Regions from separate parts of the Mus musculus genome. Here region 1 is linked to region 2. Evidence: chromatin contacts called from public Hi-C data. All regions are on one chromosome and are shown on one strand. Each heading gives the region's core, a stretch centred on a gene start, on an enhancer-like site or on the middle of the called end of the contact. The rest is flanking DNA. Distances are from core to core; before and after follow the strand shown. Region 1 overlaps Skap1 (src family associated phosphoprotein 1). Region 2 overlaps Skap1 (src family associated phosphoprotein 1).

Region 1 (6,736 bases), core at 3,566-6,065, 160 kb after region 2:
TGGTCCCACGTTATTACACCTCGCTCTGTATATTACATGGCTCTCCTTACACACAGATCAAAATTCCCTTTAATGTATAATGGTTTGGAAAATTTTTTGATTAAAAATTGAAGCCCAGGAATCATTTTTCTCACATTTAAAGGTACACTAAAGCAAATTTAAATATATATAATGAAGTAGATACAATACTAAAATTATGCCCGTCAAAATTTGATGTTTTCTGAGAACTTATGATATATAAAGGTCACACTATGTACATAATTTATTACCATATAATACTATTGAAAACATTCTGGCTAGGTACACTAGATTTTTATTTCATTTATAGATAAATGAGACGATAATATAATTACCTGGGGGAGGAGGAGTCAGAACCTGTTAGCTCAATTGATTTGAGCCAGTGCTGATAAGGCCAACCTACTGAATTCAATTGCACACAGCCCCGCTAACTTTATTCTCTTCCTCAAGCATAAGCAAGCCAGCCCTAGACTCAGCTAACACATGCTATTGTTGATCATAAAGCAACAGGGCTTTATTTAAAAGGGATAGATTATTGCCTGTCTATCATAAAAGAATTTTCTGGAGTTGCAGGCTACAGTTTGAGGGAATTATTGATCATCATCCTGTAAACAACCAAAAAAGACCACATATATTATACAGCCAAACTAAGACAGCACGTCTTATTCCTAAGAGAACTTATCACAGAGGCTGTTCTCTATGCAGCCCGTCAATATCTACAAATACAGTTTTGAAATGGGCATAATGTGCTCTTTAATTGGTGAGCATATGAACGTCACAGAGGATTACGAGAAACCCACTGTCCTGTGAACATCGCGTTTGCCGTTTCTCTTATTCTAGGACCGGTACTACTTATGCTAAGGGTCTGTTTGTGCTTGAGATATTCTGGGAACTCCTTTACAGAAGACCAAGGGGCAGGGGAAATGGCTCAGTGGGTAAAGGGACTTGCTGCCAAGACTAAAGACCTGAGTTCAGTCCCAGAGACGATGTGGAAGGAGAGGACTGACTCCTGAAAGGTGTCCTCTGACCTCCACAGGTGCATTGTGGCATACACACACGGTAAATTAGTGAATAAAAATATAATAAGATACAAAATGTAAAACAATAAAATAAAATGTAGTAAAAAAAAAAAAAAAAAGAAAAGAAAGAAAGAAAGAAAGAAAGAAACAAACCAAGTCTGACTCCAGATGTCTTCCAGGCCCCTTTAAACAGTAACTAAATTCAGACCTTGCCCTTTGCAGGAAGCTAAGGGCTTTGTAGGCCCTGCTGGATGAAATCACGGTGTTCTAGTGATTTCTCCTGCAACTCTAACTCAGCACTACCCTACCACAATTTCGGTGCAGCTCCAATACACCAAGAATAAATTGGAAGCAGAGAAGGGAGTGGACACTGGCCTGATTGGTATTTCAAATGCCCGAAAGCAAGGTTTGCTGTGTAATAGAATTTGTGTACATTACTGTGCTGGCATTACGGGGTAATCGAGTTACCCACTCAGGTGTGACCAGGCCTCTGTTTGCCCAGAGCCTGCAGGTGAACAAATTAACTGTTTACATTGTCTGGAGGTGCCTGCAGCAGGAGGGGGGGAGTGCAGAGCCAGACTGGCGGCTGGCCTTCTCTCTGTCATGATTATTTTGTTTGTTTTACATGTCTTTTGCCTTTGTTAATGGCTTCTCACTGGGGGTCCCTTCCCTCCAGTTAGATCTAAGGGGCTGTGCAGTGACCTGTCCCCTTATAGAGTGGTGTGTGGTTACCATGGCTGTGGCATTTCTATGAGATGCCTAAGAACATTAGACTGGTCTTTTAAAATCAAACCCCACCTCCCTTCCTCCATGACTACATGCTAAGGCATCAGAGTTTAATTCAGGGGAAATGCCTCACTGCCTTTATTCTGTCAGCGTCTTTCTCCACTGTTCCGGAAGGTTCTAAGTCTATCAGTATCTCTGCCCCCTAAGCAATACCAGGTGCCTCTCTTCCTCATACTTAATCCCTGCAAATCAGAGGAGGAGACGAGAAGGTTGTAGTTCAAGGACCATTCCTTCTGCAAGCTTCATTCTGTTTAACGTCGGCTTGGGGAGCATCTGAGATTGGATTTACCCTGATGCTATTACCTAACTCGATCAGAGCCCTTGGACAAAAAGGAACCTTAAAAGACCTCCCTTCCTATTTGCTTGTCTCTAAAAAACACAAATGAACCAATTCATACAGATAGAAAAGGAGATTCTGATGCCATCTAGATGCTCAGCCATTCCCCGCTCTCTGGAATTCTCTCTCCGGCTCTTCCTACCTCAGCCCCAGCTGGCTTCCTTGGCTGGAATAAAACTGCCTCCCATACCTGGAGCAAGAGAACAAACTGACGCACACTGAGTTTAGTCCGAGAGAATGGTGTCTGGAGTACTCCGTATTTCTTCCCTGCAAAGGCCAGTAGCCTCTTGGCTGAGCAAGAAAGGCCTCTGTCTAGAACCCTGCCGAATGTCTCCCTGCAGGATGCACGACACAGCTGTGCAGCTCAGCTCCATGGAATTGTTTCCTCACCTGTAAAATGAGGGAGTTGTTTCTCCCACCCTAGATACTTTCATTCTGAACACAGTGGGCCTGATGTTGCAAAGCTGCTCGAGAAATCCACCCAGCATTCTAGTGCAGCTTTAATGACTTGCTCCATTTGATCGACAAGCATTCCAACCGCCACCTGTCTTGTCTTCACCCCCATAGGTACAACTGGTTTATCCCTCTCAAAGTAAAACTTAACAGTGCTGAGGATCAAATCCAGGGCCTTATGCATGCTAGGCCCTGGATGGTCTACTACCAAGTTAAATCCATAGCCCTTCATTAAGAAAACACTGTGGTGGGCGTGGTGACCCTTGGGAGACAGAGGCATGCCGATCTCTGATTTTGAGACCACCCTGGTCAACATTCTGAATTCCAGGACAGCCAGGACTACATAATAAAGAAACCCTGTCTCAGAAAAAAAAAAAAAAAGAAAGAAAGAAAGAAAGAAAGAGAAAAGAAAAGAAAAGAAAAGAAAAGGAAAAGGAAAAGGAAAAGGAAAAGGAAAAGGAAAAGGAAAAGGAAAAGGAAAAGAAAAGGCTGCAAGGAGAGAGCCTGGAAGAAGGAGACTCAAGGCAGGGAAGTAAGATGAGCATTTAGAAAGGGGGAAGATGCCAGCTTTTAACCCTGGACTGTCCTTGATGGCCCTGCTGGGATCGGGGGATGTTTGCTTGCTTGCTTGCTTGCTTGTTTTATTTAACATGTATTGGTATTTTGTCTGTACATATGTCTGTGCCCTCAGAGGCCAGAAGAGGGCTTTGGACCCTCTGAGACTGGAGTTACAGATGGTTAATGGGTCACCATATGGGTGCTGGAAATTGAAACCGGATCCTCTGGAATGGTAGGCAGTGCTCTTAACCATTGACCCAGATCTCCAGCCCTGTAATACACACACACACACACACACACACATACACGATACATTATATATATATATATATATATATATATACATACATACATAAATATAGTACATGATAGATAGATAGATAGATAGATAGATAGATAGATAGATAGATAAAGAAATGTACTTCATAGTTATCCAAACAGCCTACCACTTGTCCTATACTCAGGTAGGTTATTTGTGTAACCTTGAAAAAAAAAAAAAAGCCGGGCATGGTGGCACACACCTTTAATGCCAGCACTTGGGAGGCAGAGGCAGGTGAATTTCTGAGTTCGAGGCCAGCCTGGTCTACAGAGTGAGTTCCAGGACAGCCAGGGCTATACAGAGAAACCCTGTCTCGAAAAAAAAAAAAAACAAAAAAGAAAAAAGTCACTTAAACATTCTAGGCTTTAATGTCCTTATCTGTAAAAAGTAGGATAGTTTCCATTCATAGGGTTGTGGTCAGAGAATGTATGTTAAGGCATATTTACCCCTTAAGTAATGACAACTCCTATATTCTTCCTTCCCATCCACTAACACTACACCAAAAGGACCCTTTGTGTTGGGCATTTCCTTATGATTTCATTAAATCATTGATACAGTAGAGCAAAATGAGGGCCAGCAAGATGGCTCTGTGGTTGAAGATGCCTGCCACCACGCCTGCCCCTTGAGTTCCATCCCTGGGACCCACATGACAGGAAGAAAGAATCAACTCCCAGAAGTTGTCCCCTGAGCGACACATGCTTGCCTGTTGGCACATGCGCATGCACAAGCTGTGGCACTCACACGCACGCACACACATATAAACAAATTTAATTCCTTTTGGATATATATATATATATATATATATATATATATATATATGTAATGAGAAAAATGGTCATACACCAAGAACTTCTCAGAAGCTCCATCGGTTGAGACACAAAATAAAGTTCTCTCACGTAGGTAAGAACACTCACTACCCAGTGAAGAGGCCTATGTGGAAATCCACTGTGTCTTTGTGGTTTAGAAATATCATCACTGACACCAGAAAGTCTCCAAAGCTCTCTTCCAGAAGAGGCCTGAGCCAAGTACCCATCTCAGGAGCAGTAACAAGGACACAGCAGCAGAGAGCCCTCCCGCGGACCGCCCCTCAGCACATCCAAACATTCCGAGGCCCCATGCCGCTTCATGCCCACTTAACTCGCTGACTTCTAATTTGGATCTTAAAATATATTAGAGAAAGATTTTAATAACGAAGCGGATGTGAACATCCAGCGGATGTTCCTGCACTCCTTTTGGGCCCAGAGATTTCTGAGCGGCTTTTGCTGGTAAGAGCCTCTCTTCCTCCCCCTGGAGGAGCCAGGACACAGCGCCAGACACAGCAGGGCGGTTTAGCGCTTTTCAGTGGCTCCAGATTGTGGCGCTGGTGCAGGTCTCCTCATACGTAACGGATCACTCCTGAGAGCCTGCCCCTCGTAAATTACTTCCCACGATGCCGGCGACCACCGCAGAATTCGAGTTTGAACAGAGAAGAGAAAAGGTGTTTGAGAGGCCTGTTCACTCGGCTGCATTTTAATTTCCTTTTCAATCTTGTCCCAATTAATTTCACAGAATTAATCTCACAGAAGCAAACTCGGCGGCACTGAGGCTGTGTGGTTTTAGTGTGGCGGTCGCTCTGCCTGAACATGAAATAGGAGCTAATATAAAAATCCATCTGCTGTGTTTGAAATACACACCGGCTGCCGCTCGGTCCTGTCCGACATTCCAAGCATCAACAGCAGGGGGGAAAGTGATTTGGGGGTTAGTGACCATCAGTACCTGGCAGGGGTTCAACAACAGGTGTACTCCAAAAATCCATTCTGTCTGAGCACCATGCATGACAGGGCAGGTGCTGAATCACTCTCGGGGCGAGGACATGGTGTCCTGGCTTAGCTCCTTGTATGTGAGGGCTGCAAGGGCCCTCTGGAATCCACTCTCCGGCCTCTTAAAGGATAAGTAAGATGCCTCTGTTTGGATTAGAGAAGTCACAAGTTTCCTGTCAGGGAAGTGGCCTGACTTCCAGCCAGCAAGGTTTTCCCTTAGAAAACATTCCTTCTAAATAGCATAGGTGCTTCTGCTGTCTGAGATACCACATCACTGAATGGCCAATGGGAAACAGATCAGTTCTAGAACTGATTTATGGCAGTAACATGAGCGGCCCAGCAAATAAAAAGGAGAAACTTTGTAGGGTGTAGAGGCTCACACCTTTAATCCCTGCAGACTGAGGCAGAAGCAGGTAGATCTCTCTGTTGAGTCCAAAGCAGCCTGGTGTACATAGCAAGTTCTGAGCCGGCCAGGGACATATATTGAGACTGTCTCAAAAACCGAAAGGAAAAACACAGTTAACTGGAAACTAGAAGAGCCACATACCCCTTGCCTCCTGTGGAGGTAAACTGAGCCAGAAGGATGCATCTCTGAAGCTTGGGTTGTGTCCTTCACTGATAAGGCTCTAAGGCCTTATTTCTTTGGGAATCAGCATTGGAGCAACAAGTTGGGCATTCCTTAGGGTTGATACGTGATGGCTTAGCCAGGACAGGAAGGTCTTTTCAGGGCTCTGCAGTGCCCGTCTTTGGGCTGACATCTTAGCTGGTGGAAACAGTGTATCATGAGGCTCTTCATGTGGGTAGATGGACTTTCTATGAACTAGGATAGATTCTGTTACCTGGGATGGAACAGCTGTCTCTGGCTCCCGCTGCCTAAATGTAGCAGGCCTGGCCGGGCATACCTGGGCTGTGTTAACATAATGCCTGTTGTAAGGGGACTTAAAAAACCCAGGGGTTTCTTCCCCCTTACCTCCTTAAAGGACTACTTAAGAATATAGACCGTTCTCTTCCCTTGGGCTGTTCCTTCCTTCCTTTCTTTAAAAAAAAAAAAATCTGTATATTATTTGAGAGAGAAAGAGAACGTGCAATGATATTTCCTCTTTTAGGTGTGTTTAGTTGAATGTGACAACACCGCTCATAAAAACCCCTAAGTTAATCCCTTCGATTGCTTTAAAGGAAGGATTTATTTATTTATTTATTTATTTTTAATTTCAGGGCTCTGAGGGAAAGGAGGTGTTTGGTGACATCTAGTGTCCATTTAGGACTTCCTCAGGCGTCGTACCCCCAGCTTGACTGAGTGGGGGTGGGGGGATGGGCTAAGGTTATTTGGGAGGTAATTTGGGAGTCGTAAGTGGGGAAATATAGGCCTGGGGCACAGACTGCCCAAACAGTGTGATGAAACTGATCAATGCCTGTCAAAGAACTATTATTCACCTCTGACCTAACC
Region 2 (6,152 bases), core at 1,740-4,239:
TTTCTGTTTGTCCCTTTAAAATATTAACTCCACGTAGAAACCCAAATCTCTTTTAAAGGTCAATTACAGTAGTTATCGGCTCTGGGTTTGTGTTGCGATCACATGTTTTATTCTGAAGAGTGTGTTCTCTGATTGAAGCTATCTTGGTAGAGTTTTGGCTTGGGCTGTTATAATAAAGTCTGAAAACCTCCAATGCCCTCCCTGCTCCGCACAAACTCCCATCTGAAAGAAGAGAATCCCCTGTAGTCTAATTTGATTATTCTGACTCTGGGCGCTGTGATAAAGTGCTGTGCTCACTTTATCATGGAGAGTTTGTAAAGTATTAGGGAAAAATTCTGAACTGTAGTAGATTGATCCTAAGATTCATCACAGAGCCCTGTGGGAACCTTCTGGCCTCCACTCTTTAATCTCCTCAGAAGATTTGTTTCCATGAAAGACAAGGGTGGACTGCAACTTTCTAATGCAGAGTCTGTCTTGAGGGTTTTGTTGCTGCTGCTGCTGTTGTTGTTGTTGTTGTCGTCGTTGTCGTTGTTTTAAAATGACACTTTGAACGTGTAGTGCATAATTCATTAGAAGGTCTGTTGCCAGGCAACCTAGGGGGCATTGTTGAAGTTGAAGGAATAGTGGAGAAAGACAAAACATGTTTTATGATAATTAGAATAAAAATTGAATATCAGAACTTCACGGGTCAGCTTCTGCTCACACAGTTAGCTCTCACCTTGCAAAGAAAGGGATGTATCAGATAATTAGGTCAAATCAATGATTATATATCTTTAACTCAAGTGGAAGGGACTGTAATTGTGATGAAATTTGTCTGAAGGGGAACGCATGGGGAATCTTGTCAAAGGTCATGAGTTCAAAGGGGAAACTAAGTTCAAGGTTCGGCTCCTGTTCACACACCCTCACCAACAGTGCACAACAAGAGACTAAACGACCAATAGTTCTATAAACAAGTTAACTCGTCTTTTGGAAACGGAGTCTGCCTCAGTCACACCCCTTTAGTGACAGAAAATTAAAGCAGCTGTGACTCCTCACTGGGACATTTTCTCCTGATGTGGCCCTGTTCCTGTGTGTCAGTCTCTAATGCTTTGTTACTAAACACATAATACGTCCTGCAATATGGGATGCAAATACACAGCCCGTCTCCAGGACATGGCCACACATCCCTCTTGCAAAGCCCTGACCTGTTTACAAGAAACGATCAAATGCAAGCTAAAGGCAACAGGAAATAGCTAGGAAAGTTGCCTGAGTTTGTTCGTTTTCTCTCTCTCTTTCTCTCTCTCTCTCTCTCTCTCTCTCTCTCTCTCTCTCTCTCTCTCTCTCTCTCTCATTCAATTTCCCCTTAAACTTGACAAAGTGGAACCAAAATTCACCCTTGTCTTGGACATTCTTCTGATACAAAGGCTCTATTCTCCCTTTTGATGCTTGTAGAACTTCCATTAAGGTTGACGGTAAACTCTTGCATGGGATAAAAAAAAAGAAAAAAAGAAAAAGAAAAAGAAAAAGAAAGAAAGAAAGAAAGAAAGAAAGAAAGAAAGAAAGAAAGAAAGAAAGAAAGAAAGAAAGGAGAAAAATCTGCCCCTCTTCTTTACCCTGGTATAATTTTTAAAGGGACAACAATAAGAACAATGGCACAGAAGACATGCAGTGGTAAAGGAAGCCTGGCTTTAAACAGTCTGGAGTTCCCCTAAGTGTCACCTCAATACATTATACTCTGTAAAACAGTGTAGGAAGTATCTTATGAGAGAAGTGTGTATAAGACAAAGTGCATAGCTGCTTTAAAGTGAACCAGGAAAGTTCTTGCTCAACCATTTCCACTCCACCACTTATTAAATCGCCCCCCGTGCAATGACGTTATTCCTGGTTGAAGACCAAGTAGCGTAACTAGTTACAAAAGATGTTTTTCCACTCCATACTGGGGCTTGTATGTGTGGACAGGCAACACCACCCACAAGGACCTGGCCAAAGTGGGATAATGATCCAAATACTGCTTTAATGTTACACGTGATTCATGAAGCACAATGCAGAGCTCTTTCAGATATAAACACCCACGATCAAACCCCACTTGCTTGTGTCTCCCTTTGAAAGAAAGAAACTCCTGCTAGAAAGCAGGACAAGCAGGCATGTGATGAAAACCCACCCATAGTTCTGCTCATGAATTTTCTTGTGTTTATCACGTCTGCTGCCTGGATGGGCTTATTATCCTGGGGTTTCTTCTCGAACAGCTCTGTCTTTTTGTCAGACTCTGTGTTTTCTGTCTGTAAACTCTAAGGTACTTGCTGAATTTTAAAGAGAAAGGAGAAAGAAGACAAGGGAGAGGTGGGGGGAAAAACATCCTCTCTGATTCAGATTGTGATTGGTAAACTTCTCTGGAATAAACATGAGGCCCGTGAGCGGAGGAGAACTCAGAGACAGGTGCCTCCAGTAACTGAATGGGTTGGCAGGGAGGCTGAAGGGCTGAGGCAGTTCACACTTTGGTTAAACTCTTACAACTAAAAATTCCACCCTGGTAAAATTCAGAAGTTCAAGGAACAACATCACCATGATATTAACGACCTCTGAGGGCATCTAGAGTTCAGAGTTCACCCTCTATTTACAACATACTCTGAGGCTGCTCCACCTCCTACGCCTCGCTTTAAAGGGGAGGGGGGCGATTATTTAGGACATCATGACAGTCGGCCTGGCTAATTTTTATACAAAAACAGAGACAGTGGGAAATATAACAGTCAAGTATTAGGAATGGATAAAACGGGGGGGGGAGCCCAATCTTAGGAGAAGTTATCCCCTGAACAGTTCAAAGTTCACTCTTTGTTCACGTATAATGAAGAGTCTTCAGTTATCAGGTATTTAAACCCAAGTCAGCAGTTCCATATCCGTAACCTGAGCCGAGTGTTCCTCCACCTAATGGCCACGCTGCTGTCGTTTGCAGCGAGTTGGGTGACAATCGATTTGTACTCCGAGACGGGAACAGATGGGCTTTCATTGTGAGACTCCGCCTGTATGCAAATGTGAACGGAGTTTCACCCGATCCAGGGGTCTGACCTGACCGTGCACATGCATTTACTCAACGTGGCTCAGCCTGGGGGGGGGGGCAGCGAAGGGGGAATAAAAAATGGCAATCGGATAGTACCAGCGGCAGGTCAAGTTTACCATCCGTCTTTCAGCGGGACTGAGATGGCAACACAGTTATTTAGTTTCAGTGTTGATGTGCGTTGCAATAAACTCCATCATTTCACCTGTTTATGAACCCGGCCTTGTATGAGATCTCTGTGAATTCAAACAAAGCTGGCAATCAACCCTCTTGTTTCCAGCAGAATGGGGGATTATGGACTTTAAAGATAAATAAATAAATAAAGCATCCTTGTATCTCCCCTGTCTTCACATGCATAAATCAATATTCCTTTCCTTCTGGCTCCTTTTATTTCTTACATTGACTTTATTAATTTCTTATTTGGAGGAAACAAAATACATCCCCCCAAAATGCTCTTCATTTCAAATGAAGAAATATGATCATTAATGTCAGAATAAACAACCAGCATTTTAGATGTCAATTAACTGTTTTTGCATGTACACAGCAATGTACAGCCCCTAATAAATCTTACAATTAAATGTGCAGCCCTTCATTAGAGTGGAAATATGAACAGCTGTAATCATACACATTCTATTGACAGAGAAAAATTTGGTTCCATTTGTAATTTTTCACATTGGGAAAGAATGAGAGACGGATTGGGACCATGATTGCTTTTATAACTGTGGGCTTTTTAAACTTCCCATGTACAGGATAACAAACCAGTGTCTTTGACTTGGGGGTCTAACAGCAGTGATTTGCTTCTATTTTCTTCTCTCATGAAAGTAAATTTCTCTTGGGAAACATATAAGCCTTTGGCTAGAAAACCCATAGGACAAATACCCCCAAAGTGAACCAAATAACGAATTGCTGCTTGCTTCGGTACAGCTGTTCATGGCCGGGTTCTGTTAACTGATGTCTGGGATTGGCATTAAAGTCAGTTGGGGAGGGGGGGAGAGTTGCTAAGAATATAAAGAGAAAGTTGAGACATTCCGCAAAAACTGCTTCTGGCAACCAAACACACTGCTTCTAGCCACACAGGAGCCTTGCCATAATAGAAAGGGAGTCTTCTGAAGTTGTGTTTGCACAAGTAGAGGCAAAACCAAGATGAGAGCCCTTCAAAAGCAAGGTGCCGAATTGTCTCTCCCATAAGGGTTCCTCTCTACTTACTCTGATCTCCTCAGGACAGCATGGAGAAGCAGTTCTCGAGAGTTAGGCTTGAGATAATTCCAATGAGAAATGAATGATCAAGACTTGGGCTAGCATTTGTCTGCCGGGCACTCAGAGTAGCTGACAGGGATAATAACGAGTAAGGAGTTGCATAGCAGCGTAGCAAGCATTAAAAACTGTCATACTGCGCTCCGTGACTATTGAACATTGATTCAATTACCTTGCATGGTCTCTGTATATGTATTTCAAAATAGATGGGAGCCTCTAAAATACCATATATGTGAACATACATGTATATATACATACCGACACATAGGTATTTATATCTCTGTTATCTAGATCGTTCCTTATACAAACAAAGATTTATGTTAATGCAAGATTTTGTGTCTACAGAAACCTTAGCTAGTGGTTGAATTATGAGAGGCCAGTTTAAGTTAAGGATATCATTTATACCTTTTGAAAATTTACTGGAGAATTGTCAAGGCAGTGCCTAACAGGGTATTCAAAATGTTTATTTACATTAGAAGCAAGGAACTCCCATTCTTAAAATTTAACAAGAAGCTTAACAAGGCTTGTTCTGGCATGAATAAGATTCCAGAGACTTTTTTTAAACAGGAAAATGAAAATGTTTGCTACATAAATACTGTAACCGAATTGTTCAAAACATTACATATAGCTATTTAGTGAGATGGTGCATTGTTCTAAACTATTATCAGAAACAAACTTCAGACATGAAAATCAATTTCTTTTGTAAGGAGTGCATTGAAAGAAATGACATGAATTGAGAGAAAATGCTTACATTTTAATTTTTTTTTTTTTTTTGAGGAAGAAAGATCCCAGACACCATCATTCGGCTTCTTGACAGCTCGCAGGCATCTAGAAAATGCTCCACTTCCTGTCTTTATGAAATCCATGAACGCTCTTTTAGTTGAACAACTGTGTCTCAAAGTACTTACAAACAAGGGGGGACTGAGCTCAAGTCGATATTCAACTGCTCATTTGGCTCTTATGTGTCAAGAACTCTTGCAAGTAATTTATGTGTATTAATTCATCCAATCTTGATGAAGAGGAGCAGGCCCCGTTTTTATCTCCATCTTACAGATGGGGAAAGTGTAGCTTTACTCAAATGGTGGTTCCCCCTTGAGATCAGAGAATGGTATATGTGAGAATCAGGACCTACAATTCTGGAAAGACCTGCTACATAATTAGATGAAGGGTGCGTCTCTCTATGCCCATTTTGGCTGTAGAAAGAGATGATGGTGCCTGTAAAAGCCCTATGTGCGAGCTAAGCAACCTGTTTGATAGGCCATAAGAAGGGAGCATTGCAGCCAAATGAACAAAAACAAGCGGTAATTTCTGCTCTTTTTGAACTTTGTGTATTTAGAGATGGCTGCTCTTGGTCCATTGCATAACGTGGGGCTCCTAAGACAGTGCCACAAATCCTTATGCAAACTTGCCCATGAAGAGGGGAAGGGAAGTACAGGGTGCATTCATTTTAAATCTGACCTTGTTCCAGCTCATCGCTCTATTCCTAGGCAACAAAATTAGGTCCCTCTGGAGCACTTCGTTATTTTCCTTATTTACGCTAATGTTAGCTCAGCTGTACCTTTGGAAAGATGGCTGAAGGGAAATTAAGCAGAGCATAAGGGTCTTTTTCTTCCTCCTCTTTTTAAATAACCATTGTGAACCATAACTTAGTGTGCCAAAGACTGGCTTGTGAGCCATTGAATTCACAATGAAAAGAACGGTACTGACAGTTCATAATTAGTGTCTTCACCCTGTCTGCCAGAGCCCTCAGCAAAGGTGTGCCTGTACCCTGTCGGTTTGAGAGAAGGGGTGGGGGGGAGCCACCTTGTGGCTGGAAGACGATCCAGCAGCCTGTATGACCCTTGCTGGTTCTCAGCAGGCAGGGGAG

Evidence for each region. A called contact is a pair of places that touch in the nucleus more often than the background predicts.
Region 1: a contact with region 2 is called in a Hi-C map of stem cell-derived motor neurons, with 5 times the contacts expected there. The contact joins two enhancer-like sites. A contact is called at or near these places in 2 of 15 datasets of contacts at CTCF or cohesin (the NIH/3T3 cell line and stem cell-derived epiblast-like cells), 26 of 484 Hi-C or Micro-C datasets (B cells, the Ba/F3 cell line, the G1E-ER4 cell line and 7 more), 5 of 115 datasets of contacts at active chromatin or transcription factors (differentiating embryonic stem cells, embryonic stem cells, neural tube and 1 more) and 1 of 9 other capture datasets (embryonic stem cells).

What each region holds. Positions count from the first base shown.
Region 1 is chr11:96,731,301-96,738,036 of GRCm38.p6, forward strand. The region is part of intron 10 of Skap1 (src family associated phosphoprotein 1); the gene reads left to right. Among named protein-coding and RNA genes, the nearest start is that of Snx11, 43 kb to the right of the region's middle. Within about 2 kb of position 4,816, at least 24 of the 459 cell types and tissues checked have an H3K27ac peak or open chromatin away from gene starts, as enhancers often do. A contact at or near this core is called in stem cell-derived motor neurons, where this site is marked.
Region 2 is chr11:96,576,117-96,582,268 of GRCm38.p6, forward strand. All of the region lies in intron 4 of Skap1 (src family associated phosphoprotein 1), which reads left to right. Among named protein-coding and RNA genes, the nearest start is that of Gm38960, 39 kb to the left of the region's middle. Within about 2 kb of position 2,990, at least 19 of the 459 cell types and tissues checked have an H3K27ac peak or open chromatin away from gene starts, as enhancers often do. A contact at or near this core is called in stem cell-derived motor neurons, where this site is marked.